2 separate regions of the Mus musculus genome follow, and region 2 is linked to region 1. The links are chromatin contacts, called in public Micro-C maps. All regions are on one chromosome and are shown on one strand. The core of a region is the stretch at or near the end of the contact, and the rest is flanking DNA. Distances in the headings are between cores, read along the strand shown.

The links. A called contact is a pair of places that touch in the nucleus more often than the background predicts.
Region 2: a contact with region 1 is called in a Micro-C map of embryonic stem cells, with 4 times the contacts expected there. The contact joins the promoter of Syn2 here to the promoter of Slc6a1 in region 1. A contact is called at or near these places in 5 of 39 promoter capture datasets (the 3T3-L1 cell line, the C10 cell line, liver and 1 more) and 1 of 484 Hi-C or Micro-C datasets (embryonic stem cells).

Annotation. Positions count from the first base shown.
Region 1 is chr6:114,277,703-114,283,980 of GRCm38.p6, reverse strand. Slc6a1 (solute carrier family 6 (neurotransmitter transporter, GABA), member 1) reads right to left here and starts at 1,346. Exons shown (of 16, transcript NM_178703.4): 1 at 1,105-1,346.
Region 2 is chr6:115,130,633-115,137,298 of GRCm38.p6, reverse strand. It overlaps Syn2 (synapsin II), which reads right to left and starts at 2,397. Exons shown (of 13, transcript NM_001111015.1): 1 at 1,839-2,397. The coding sequence starts at 2,218. Gm17733 (predicted gene, 17733) reads left to right here and starts at 2,464. Exons shown (of 2, transcript NR_132436.1): 1 at 2,464-2,684.

The DNA.
Region 1 (6,278 bases), core at 97-2,596:
TCTCTTCTCTGCAGGGACTTACACCTCCCAGAGCCACTTTCTTTCTGCCTCCTTCGTTTGGAAGAGGGTCTGAGGATGCTTTGATCAAGACCTGATCCATCCTTTCCAGAACTGGGGTGGGGAAAGACTGCAGGGCACTTTGAATTCCCACAGATCGCTTTTGTTTTGCAATTTGGAAGTTGGGGTATGCACGCTCCACTGTTTCCACCAAAGTTCACAACAGAGAACATAGGCAGGACCCAGCACACCATTTTTTTTTTCTTTTGTCCAACACATTCCCTGTTTGCCATAGAAAAACTGGGGCTAGCATCAAGTTCCACTCGGCTGGACATAGTCCCTTCCCTGATGTGGCCACAGTCCTTTTCACCCCTGATCTTCGTGGGTGGGCAGGAGGTCCAGCCAGTAGACCTCAGGTGTCTTGGTCTTATAAACTGGCTTTCAAAAACCCATTTTTCCCCTTGAGACTCAGGTCTGTTTTGAGAGGACATTGGCTCCGTACAAAGCTGCCCACTCTGAGTCTCTTGTTGGAAGCCTAAAGCAAACACAGAACGGGACATCTGTGGGTGTCACCCATGGGGTGGGTGGGTACGGAGGGAAGCATGGAGAAGCCGTGATAATTGCCACAGAAAGGAAAGAGAAAAAACCTGGGAAAGGCAAACCACGGGAAGTCCTGGCCCGACCCACCTTTTGCACTGGGCATCTCTCAGGTGAACAGGACAGCAGCGCCAGCTTGCGCGCGCTCAGTCCCAGCTGCTGTACACTTTCTTAGAGACAAGGTTTCTTAAGAGCTTGAGCTGCCCCGGGATGGGAAGGAGATGTCTCCATCCTCGGGTAGTCCCCAGCCCCTCCATCCTCCCGCCCCTAATAAATAAGGCATGCGGAGACTGGGGATGTGGCGCAGGTTGGTCTGGCTCCCTCCTGGGCACCCCGCCGTCGGCTGGCGAACGAACTAGGACATAGACGGCACCTGGCCTCTTGGGACCCTCCCGCCTCCGGAGCATCCCTGGGATGCAGCTGGCGCACGTCGTGGGGCGAGGACGGGGGACGATGCAGCCTAGGGTCCCGCCCTCCACCCAGTGCCCCGACGCCAGCCTCCCTTCCTACCTGCGGCCGGGGCTGCGCGGGCCGCTCCGGGCTCGGCCGCGCTTGGACGCGGGCGCCTGGGCTCCTGGGCTCGCGCAGCTCGCCTGCAACCTCTCAGCTCTCTAGGGCTCCCAGGGCCGGCGGAGGGGGCGGGGCTGTCAAGACACGCCCTCTAGGCGGGGCTTGTCCGTGCCGTCTTGCCCGCCCCTACCTTTCAGCCTCCATCTCCCACCTTTTCTGTTCCTGCTCCTCTCTCCCAGTTACCTCTGCCCTACTCTCTCTTCCCTCTTCCTTCTGCCCTGTTCCCCCTCCCTCTGCCTGCCTCCTCCTCCCTCCGCCTACCCCCTTCTCTTTCCTCCCTCTGCCCTGCTCCCCTCCTTCCTAGGCCCTGCCCGCCTTGCCTCTTCTCTCTGCCTGCTGCCTCCTCTCTTCCCCATCTCCCTCCCACCTCCTCTCTCTCTCCCAGCCCTGCTCCCTCTCCCTCTTTTCCTTGGCCTCCACCCTCCTTCAGTCTCCTGGCCTCAAAGGTCTACCTTAATTGGTCTCTTGGTTTCTCTGGCTCTGTCACATCTCTCTTGGAAGCATTGTGGCAGTGGGGTAGGACTCTTCCCTCCTCTCTACCTCTCCTGTCTGCAGCTTCCTTCTTGGGAAACAAAGTTACCACCTGAGCTACTAGGTTGGGAAAGACTGTCACTGCAGGATTGGTCTTGGAGGATGTGTGTGTGTGTGTGTGTGTGTGTGCAGCAAACCACAAACTGGAAACCCCCAGGGTTGGCTAAGGACCCTAGGTGCTCTGCTTGCAGTTCTTGAGGCGTGAGGGATTATCTAGAACACCTCTGCCCCTGGCCAGCTCCAGCTACCTCTTTCCAAGTCCAGACCTTCTGGCTCCTTCCGTGGAGGCTTTGGGGAAAGGGGCATCTCTCCCTTTTCCATGTTCCCCAAAGACGCAGAAAGAATTCATTATCTCCAATTTCAATGGCCTCCTGCTTCTATCCCAGGGTCTGGCATTCAATATCTGACTTCCCATCCTCTAATTGCATTAACCCTGGGGTCTCCAACCTCAACTTCCAAAGGCTACATAGCTTTTGACTCTTTCTCCGCACTTCCTCCCACAAGCATCTAGGCTTAGGGCCCTATGGCCTCCTGACTGGTTACCAGGTGCTGACTGTGTGTACTTCAAATGAATCTTTCTGGGGCTCCCGTGAGCCCCACACACTCTGGTCTGGGCTTAGGGACACAATGGTAGACGCACAGGCCACTGCTCTTCTTATGGGGCAAGTGAAAGAAACGGGCTTTTTCCGAAACAACCTTTCGAGAGCCCAGACTGACAAGCTCTGCCAGGGCCACCCATGAGGGTCCCAGCCTAGGTTGGGATGAGGCATAGGTCCACCCATGAAAGTGCCACTGGGGTGGGAGCTGATGCGTGGATGAAACGACAAAGCTGTCAGGGGAAATGTGGCCGTGGCTCCCAACAAGATTAGGGAAGCAGCTTTTAATCCCAGCACTTGGGAGGCAGAGGTAGGTGGATTTCTGAGATCGAGACAAGCCTGGTCTACAGAGTGAGTTCCAGGACAGCCAGGGCTACACAGAGAAACCCTAAATCTCAAAAAACAAAAAAGATTAGGGAGGCAAGTGGGGAGGGTGCTTTGGCTTGCCTGATGATCATTTCAACGTCTTCTAGTCTCGGGAGCTCAGTTTTTACTATAGGGTCTTCTCCCCACGTCTCATAAGCATATGATTGGATACAGAGCTCCTGACCCTACGTGCAAATGTGACTAGAGCCATGCCAGCCAGGGTATATTACCTCAAAGCAAGGGCAAGTGTCAGACTTTAGGTCAATGGCACCTCCACCTAGGACCTGTCCCAAAAGCCTTAATCACCAATAGGTTTTTAAGTCTGGGGTCGCCACGCCTGCAATGGAGCCTCCCTGAATGTAAGGGAACACAGAGAAAGGCAGAAATGAGGCAGAGGAGGGATGTAAGTTGTTTGAGCCCTGTGATCCAGCTGTGCCTGAAGGCAGAATGATTCTCTGAATAATCGAATTACTCTCTTTTAAAGATTAATTCATTTTAATGTTATATGTTTGCCTGTGGGTATGCTCGTTTGTGTGTGCCCGGTGCCTGCAGATTTCTGAAGAAAGTCTTGCATCTCCTGGAACTGGAATTACAGATGGTTGTGAGCAAGTATGTGTGTGCTGGGAACCAAATCCAGGTTCGCTGAAAGCCCAGCTACTGCTCTAACCAGTGAACCATCTCTCCAGCCCCTCTGTCTTGAATGATTGATCTGCTTTTACTTCCATCTTTGCATCTGTTTGACCTCTGTCTTACTTTGGGTTTCCGTTGCTGTGAAGAGACACCGTGACCAAAGCAATTCTTATAAAGGACGACATTTACCTGGGGCTGGCTTACAGTTTCAGAAGTTCAACCCATCATCGTCATGGTGGGAAGCATGGCAGCATGCAGGCAGATATGAAGCTGGAGAGGAGCCTAAGTTCTACATCTTGATCCAAAGGCAGCAGCAGGAGGGTCTCTTTTACATGGGGTTGAGCTTGAACTCTAGGGGCTGCCCTCGAAGCCCGCCTACACAGTAACATGCTTCCTTGAGAAAAGGCCAAACCTTTAATAGTGTCACTTTCCATGGGCCAAGCATTGTCAAACGACCACAACCTTCCACTGAAAGCTGCCCCAGCTGTTGAGACAGCTTCTTAGGTTTGCCTATTGCATATTAAAACCTCCTCACACCCTGTCCCCCATCCCCACCCTGATGCCTCCAGGATAGCTTTATCCCTCAAGGCATGCCCACTAGGCAGATGGTGTCAAACCACAAACTTGGCATGGTAGAGTTCAGAGTGCTATCTCCGATGCATGGGGCAGGTGTGTGTGTGTGTGTGTGTGTGTGTGTGTGTGTGTGTGTGTGTGTACAGGCAAGGCAGGCACAGGTGGGATCCCCCAGCCCCTTGTGAAAAGCCCAAGTGAGAATTTGTCAGGTAGGTCACAGTCTGGTGGCAGCCCCTGCAACATCTCATTTCCAAAATGTCCACTGCCAGGCCCTAGCTGTGGTCAGGGGAGTGTTCATACAACAGGACAAGCCTCGGGTTGTTGCTGAGCAGAGGTTAATATCTCTCAGGAGCAAGGACAAGCATGCGTGAAAGCTCTGTACCTCCAGCGATGGTGGGCAGCAGGGTCTAGGATACACTGGGTGTATCTCTGCTTCGACCTTGTGCTCATTTTCAGGGAGATCTATTTCTGGCAAGCAATATTGGTCTTTTAGTTACAATATGATGTAAAGTTTCCTTTTGAGATACTCTTATTTAATCTAAAAAAAGGAAATATTTAAGTAAATAAAAATAGACATGGCACACAGAAGTTTGCCCAGCTCTTGTGGCTGGCTTGCAAATGACTTCAGTTTCTGTGGCCTAATTTAGAAAAATGCTTCCTCTATGTATTCATTGACTCAACAAATATTTATTGAACACCTACTGGGTGTGAGACACTGGGGGAGGACTAAACGAAGACACCAGAGTCGGGAGATTCCATTCAGGAATCAAGGGCCTGAGTGGACAACTCACCCACACACCACATAAAGAAAGAAAACCGAGACTTGATCCTGAGAGCACTGGGGAGCTGCTGGGACGTAAGATCAAGTGTGTGGAGGCTAAGGCTGGCCCATGTACAGGATGAAGTAAAGGGAGAGAAGACTGGAAGCCAACAGCCCGGGGGATGGGGGTGGGGTACAGATTTGTGATAGGTGTAAGGGCTGGAAGGACTGGTACCTAGCTGAGTTCCTAGCACAAAGTAGGCACTCAATACATGGCTGGAACTATTGTTGTTACTATTATTAAAATCTCCTCTCTTCCTTAACTTGGAGAATTAATTAAGTCTTAGTTCCATGAATCATCAAACCAGAAGCAGTTTGTGGATATTATTAGTTAGACCATTTGATAGATGAGTTGAGACCTCAGAAGGGGACAGTGGCTCAGCTTAAGACACCTAGCTGTCTAGTGGCAAAGCCAGGGAGACATGATTACCTGCTGCATGTCCAAGTGCTTGCTGCATGGGATACATGATAGCACTGAAACATAGGAAAATAGAGACACAGAGATGTTGTGTACTTTGCTCAGAGACACACAGTAGGAGAGTTGCAGGGCTGGGGTCCCAGTTCAGACCTGCCTATCTCTAAGGTCAGTAACTCTTGATCTTATCCCTCAAGTTGGTTTTTTTTTTTAATCCTTGACAGGTGCTCACCAGATCATGGCACCACTATGAAATAAGACCCAATGCAGTAGTCAGAATGTCTAGAACTGCCACTAAGCTGCTGTGTGACCTTGAACAAGTCGTTTCCCTCCCTAAGCCCATTCCCTCCTCTGTGAACAGAAGGCATCTCAAGCCACGAGGCTGCTACACACTGATGATGCTATGCTCTGGGGTCTACTGTCCTCTCCTAAGTACAGGCTCACTGCTCAGGACCCTTATCTGCTGCTGCTCAAGCTGACTTTGTCTCCATGACAACATCCAGTCTTGCTGAAAGTGTAGCAAGATGGAGAATCTCCCACCAACTCAGTAAAATCCCTGCTGTGGGCAAACAGTCCTTTGCCTGTTGTGTTTGATTTCCAGAAGGACTGTGGGTACCTTATCTACACCCTGGACATGGGCCTAGGATTTCACCACCAGCGAGTCTTGAGGGCACAGGATGATCCCAGAGTTGGGGATGTCTCATTTAAGAGTCCAGGGGATGAGTGGATTGCTCACTCACCACTTTAGAGAACTGAGACTTGATCCTGAGGGTACAGGGGAGCCACCATATGCTCAGGAAAGCAAGACAGGGCTGAAGACCCTGAGGGAGGTACTAAGACATGTGGTCATCTTGTTATTCTGTCCCCAAGTCACACCGGAGTATATCACCACGGGCTGTGGCTCCACCGCAGAACATTCAAATATGTGTGCCTTTCTCACTTGCAGGGATCAGTAAATGGTCACCCCAGCGTACCAGGGTGACCACAAGGAGCAAATCCACAAGGGTGGTTGAACAGCACTCCAGGGATGGCTAGATAACACCCCAATACAAAGTCCCGAGGTTCTCTGCTGGCCGTGAGGCTAGCCAACCTTAGGAAGGGGTCTAACCTTTCTTAGCCTCAATTTTCTCATGTGTAAGATGGAAATGAGACTAGGATTTTTCTCACAGATCCACCAGGAGAG
Region 2 (6,666 bases), core at 1,148-3,647, 850 kb before region 1:
CATAGAGCTTGCCTCCCTTCCCTTCCCTTCCTCCTGAGCAAACACTTGTTGATTTGAACTGCCAGTGATTCTTCCAGGAGACTGCCAGTGGCACTACTGTCGTACTTTCCCACATTACCTTCCTGTTATTCCCCATTACCTTTCCCAGTTCCTGATAAAGGTCTTTTCTACTCTACTATCTTGAAAAATAAGGGCCAACCACACAACCCACCCAGAGGAAATGATTCCAGCATGGTAACAGCAGGAAGCCCTACAGCTCCAGGTAACATGTCACTTCCACCAGTTCATCCCAGCACCCCCTCTCTCCCTCTCTCCCTCTCTCTCTCTCTCTCTCTTTCTCTCTCCTCTCTCTTTCTCTCTCCCTCCCTCCCTCCCTCCCTCCAAGTCTCTCAGTGAAGGAATGGCAGAGAAAGCACAACAGGAAAGCAGCTACAAGAGAAATAAACAGCTCTGGGGTCCCTGTGTCTTCCTCTTGGGAAGAATTCTCAGGTGCAGGCACCAATCAACCTCATCCCCTTAGGAAAAGGAAAACAAAAATTGCTCCCTCACATTCCAAAGGAAAAAACACCTAAGGCTCTGGCCTTTTCATGGTTCCATACCCACCAGTCAGCCCACCATCCACCATCGCTTAAGTCAGCGTCCTACTGCATCAAAGGAACCACTCTGAAGCTCTTAATTAGTCTTCAGTGGACCTCATTCATGTGTTTCTCAACTAAACCTAACACCTTCCCCAATCATCCCCATTCCCTATAGCTCTTTTTAAAAGAAGAAAAAGAAAAGAAAGAAAGAAAAGAAAAGCATTCTTGAAGTTTCCCCTTTACTGCATTAAGGCCAATCATTTTATTTGTGCCCTTTAACAATATGTAATGTTTTTACTTAGGTCTTCATCATCCAGCTGAAAAAGCCACCATCGTTTACACACAAACACAGGAGCACGCATGCTCGCATGCACGCACGCACGCGCACACACACACACACACACACACACACACACACACGCACACACACACACGGAGGGAGGGAAGGAGGGAGGGAGGGAGGGAGGGAGGGAGGGAGAGAAGGGAAGAGAGAGAACAAAATTTTTAAAACATATATCCCCTCCCTGTTGCATATATATAATAATCTCATTATTTTTAAACAGATGTCAATCACACTCTGAGACACCTGTGATCTAACCCACCTTGATATCAATACAGGTACAGGTTTAAAACAAAACAAACAAACAATAACAACAACAAAAACACCTATCCAACTTAAATACTAATATCCACTCCCAACTCATTCCAAACCTTGCAGACTAGAATCTTTTTTGGTGTCCTTTATTTTGATGGCCATCTGGGTCCATTTTCACCTTAGCTTGTATGCGTCTAAACTGTTAAGCCTGCCCCCCCCCCACCATAAGTATTTGTGTTTTGTTTTTGTTTTTTATTAGTTCTTTGAGGATGTTGTACAACCTGTTTTGATCATCTTCACCCTCCCTCCCCCAGCTCTTTCCAGATCCATCCCTCCTTCTCTTCCTTCCCAACTTTGTGGTGTCCCCACCACCACTGTCACAGCCAATATGTGCTGCCCAAATATTCTTGGCTGTGTGGCCTTCCTTTAGAGCGTGGTCGACTTATCACTATTTTTAAGCTCCATTGGTGCTTAATGAAGTAGCTTGCTCTGCCACCGGCCTGGAGGCCACCGAGTCCTTTACCTTAGGACCCATGTCTCTGGGAGGTCAACGCCTGCCCTCGCCCCTCCCACACACAGACACCTGCTCGTCCCCGGTGCTCTCCCGGGTGACCTCGAGGGTCCATCTTCACACCCTGCCCCCGGCGGACCCCGCAGGGGCCTACCAGTCGGTGTGCGGCTCGTCGACCACCAGCAGCACCTTGGCCTTCCTGGAAGCGGCCGAAGGTGCGGGCGCGTCCACCAGGCCGGCGGAGGCGGCCGTCTGCTTCACCGCTTGCGACAGCGAGCTGAAGAAGCTGCTGCCCACCGACGGCGTCGGCGCGGGCTGCGGCGCCGGCTGCGGCGCGGGTGCCTGGGCGGGTGGCGGCCTGCGCTCGGGACCGGGCGAGGCAGCTGAGGTGGCCGCCGACGCCGTAGCGGCACCGGGGCCAGGGGCAGGAGGGGGCTGCTGCGGCTCCGGGCGCTGAAGGTCAGTCATGTAGCCATTGGGCAGGTTGGCGATGAAGCTGCTGTCCGACAGCCGGCGCCTCAGGAAGTTCATCATCTGGCTTGAGGGGCTGAGGGCGCTCGAGGCGGCGGGCCAAGCGGCGCGGGGAGGACGGCGCGGGGACACCGAAGGTGGTCCGCGTCTCCGGGAGCCCAGCAGACAGCCGCGGCGCTCTGGGTCTGGGGAGCGAGCCTGTTAGCGAGGGAGCAGTGGGCGGTGCCGAGGGCGTGACTACTTCTGTCTCCGCCCCTCTCCGCAGAGCCTGCTCCGCCCCCGCCTACTCGCGCGTCCCCCGCCTTTTCAGGCTCTGGCGCAAAGAGAAGGGAGAGTGTCCCCTCCCGCCACCTGAGCGTGACTGTGTGGGAACCAGGAGCTCTCGCAGTGTGGAGGGAAGGAAAGCCGAGAGTCTCCCACCATCATCACCTTCGTGGTTTCAAGAGGAGAGTCGTGTCCCAGTTCCAGACGAAGACACCATCCTAATACCATCTAGTTAGAAGAGAGGTGTCAGCTTCCCTACCCTGAGGTGAGAGAAAAGAGCTACACCTGCCCCTCCACCCGCTCTGGCGTGTGTGTGCGCGCGCACACACACCCAGGACCACCATTCAGTGAGCAAAGCGAAGCATTTCCTTTCCTGAAGCTCAGGAAAATGATGCCAAAGTCCCCAACTTTCAGATGAGAAGGAATGGACTAATCTGTTGCTGCTAATGCGCACCTTGTATGCTGAGACCTGAATGAATGAATGGATGGATGGATGGATGAATGAATGAATGAATGAATGAATGAATAAAAGCTGCCTACCCGTGCTGAATGGGAAAAACCTCTCCCTGACCCAAAAGGTGGGAGTCCAGACCACAATGAAGTAGAGGGCTACCTCACCCTCCTTGAGGAAGAAGGAACCTAAGCAGACCCTCTCCACACTGCCCTGGAGGACATTAGGAGGCAATTTCTGTGCCCCACTTAATAGTGCACAATTCTCTCCCTGACCAGAGAGAGAGAGAGCACGCGCGCGCGCAAGAGAGCCCGAGAAGACTGAAAATGTCTTTTCAGGATCCCTCAGACAGATAGCCAAGGCTACCCCCTCAATTTGCTTCCCTGACATACATTGTTCCCCAGTGTTGTAGGGCGACCTAGTCCCCTAACTGACCATCTCCATGAAGGTTTATCTGACTACCAACTTCTCTGTGCACTCTCTAAATTTTGTGTGCTCTTTGAACCTTTGTTTTGATCTGTCTTCAGGTATATTAGTCCCCTACATTTGTATCTGGACAAAATGTAGCAGATGTACTTGACAGGCAGACCACCTGGAGTGATGCACGACTTTGGGCAAATTACTCCCTTGAACCTTTTTCTTCCACAGCTAATAAAAACAGATAGCACTTTTCAAAGCTGCTGGAGTAAATGAGAACATGTAGGTAAAGCGTCTGGTACGCAGTAGATAAGCCAGTAGTGGGGCCTAAGTCCTTATTCTTATTTCTCAGTAGTATTAGCTAGTCTGAATGGAATCAGTGAGGGTCTTGACACTAATGTTAGCAGGGTGTTCCTGTTTTGTATATCCCAGTTGGTTCTCAGGTCTAAGCCAATAGCATCAGAGAGGCCTGCAGCCAATTGTGAAAATAACCAATAAAATTAGAAAGCAACCCTTGTCTCAGGTAAACTCACAACTAAGAGCTAAGGACTCATAACTAGAGACAACAATTACCCACAATGAGATGTGAGAAATTCTGTAAATCAGTTGGATAAGGTGGTTTAGGAGCAACAAAGGCACAGGATTCATTCACCGCTGAGGCTCAGGAAAGGCTGCTCAGAGGAAGTAATGTTTAAGATGGGTCTTGAGACGTGTGGTAAAAGTTAACAGAACTGGTGAGAAGGCTCTGTAGTTTGGAACACTTGTTACTCCTCCAGAAGAGCCAAGTTTGGTTCCCAACACCCAGGTCAAGTGACCTATGATGACCTGTAACCACAGCTCCAGGGAATATGGCACCCTCATCTGGCCTGCAAGGGCACCCACACACACATGTCAGAACACTTACACAGATACACTATCTTAGTTACTGTTCTGTTGCTGTGAAGAGACACCATGACCAAGACAACTTATCAAAGAAAGCGTCTGATTGGGGGCTTGCTTAGTTTCAGAGGATTAGTCCATTATCATCATGGCTGAAATCATGGCTAGTGGCAGGCAGGTGGACATGGAACTGAGAGAGACAGAGACAGAGACTGGGCTAGCATGGACTTTTGAAACCTCAAAGTCCACTCCCAGTGTCACCTCCTCCAACAAGGCCTTTTAGTCCTTTTCAAACAGTTCCACTAACTGGGGCCTGAGCTTTCAAACATATGGGCCAATGAGAGCCATTCTCATTCAAACTACTACTACTACTACTACTACTACTACTACTACTACTACTACTACTACACCACACACACACACACAAGTAGAAAAAAAAAATCTTTTTTTTTTTTTGAGTATGTACCCATAGAGAAGTAAAGGAAGCATTCAGGCAGAGAAACGGATGCTTGTGAACTCATGGCTCTTCCAGAATGGGCTGTTTCGTGTGCTGACTTTGTCAGATCTCCTGCAGACATTATAATAAAGTATTCTAGTGACTAGGATGTGAGCTTTTCAAATATAGAACTGAATCTTAGTCATCTTTGGACCCCCAACATCCAGTGTATTACCTTCCATATAGTAAGGATTTAACTGTTTTAGAATTGAACTGTATCCTTACATAATTTAGTTCTTTCCTACTGAAGAATAAAACTTATATCACCGATAACCAAATAAACATAATTTATCACACTTTCCTTCCTGAAATTCTTAAAAGTATTTTTTTTTTAAGAAAAATCAAAGAAATCTTTTCCAATGTTTCTCTATTGGCAGGATTTCAGAGGCTCTTTATGTCTTAGGGTTACTATTACTATGATGAAACACCACAACCAAACAACTTGGGGTGGAAAAGGGTTTATTCAGCTTAGGCATCTACATCACAATTCACCATCAAGGGAAGTAAGGATAGGAACTCAAGCAGGAACCTGGAGGCAGCAAATGATGGCAAAGAAAGCTGCTTACTGGCTTGCTCTTCATAGCTTGCTCAGCCTTTCTTACAGAACATAGGACCACAAGTCTAGGGATAGCACCACCCACAATGGGCTGGGCCCTCCCCCATCAATCACTAATTAAGAAAATGCCTTACAGCCAGATCTTATAGAGGCATTTTCTCAATTGAAGTTCCCCTCTTTAGACAACTCTAGTTTGTGTGAAGCTGACATACAGCTAGCCAGCACAGTGTAACTTCTATTTTTAGATGATTTTGCTGTTTTTCTAATATATTTCATTAAGGAATTCCCTTAAATATTGAGCTTTTAGTATGTGTATAAATTTTTTTAAACCAGCCTATTTAAAACGTATTTTAAATATCTAAAACACAGAAGACATTGTATGCTACAGACTAGATGATAGAGGAGATTCAAGTATGAATAATCCCCAAATTCATGCCTTAGGAAGACAGCTTATAATTAGCAGTAGCAGAACAGTCTCTGAGTAACGAGAAAGTGGAGCAGGCAGTGAGTGTTACAAGAGCCAAAGGGAGAAGCCTTCCCAGGGATGGTAGATTTTATAGGAAAACTAAAGAAATTCTCATAGACAAGAAAACGTGGAGAAAGGAAGTGATATGGAGGGGAGAGCAAAAGATTGGTCACAGAAGCTGGGCTGATAAGGATTAGCATCATGTAGATCTATTGCTGTCTATGTTATTTTAATCGTTGGACCTTTGTACAGTATGTAATATGCCCTACAATCTTCTGGGAAGCTTAGAGAGATTGCCCTTGTGTACAGTATTCTGCTATTATCTATAGAACTGCTCTCCACAGTTCAGTTACCTGACGTCAGCTGTGGTCCAGAAATATTATGTAGAACATTCCAGGGAAGACACTGAGGTGGCTCAATAGGTAAAGGCATTCGCCACCAAGCCTGACAACCTAGTTCAACCCCTGGGACTTACATGGTGGAAAAGAAAACAACTCTCACAAGTTATCCTCTGGCTTCCACATATACACCATACATGTATGTGTCACACACACACACTGAATAAGAAAATTCCAGAAAATAGAAAGAAAACCATATGAAATTGCATACCATTGTGCATTGTGATGGAACCTTCGTGCTGTGACTCACACCTTTGCCAGCATGTGGATGCTGTAGACACTACTAGCCCATTATGTCACTTAGTACCTCAGCTATCACATCTCAGTGCTTGTGTTCAAGTGAACCAGATTCCACTTAATATCCTCAAGGCACAAAAATAGTGGTGCTGACCACAGAAGAAATGTGAAACACAAGCCATAAAGTGCCTTTAAGAGAAAAGATAAAAGTTCTCAGTTTAATATGGAAAGAAAAAAAATATACTTAAGCTGTTAACATTTATAGTAAAGTATGGGGGGGGGGAGACCACATTCTCAAGATTTGTATGATAGTATGGTAATTGTCTCGTTTTATTATTACTATTTAT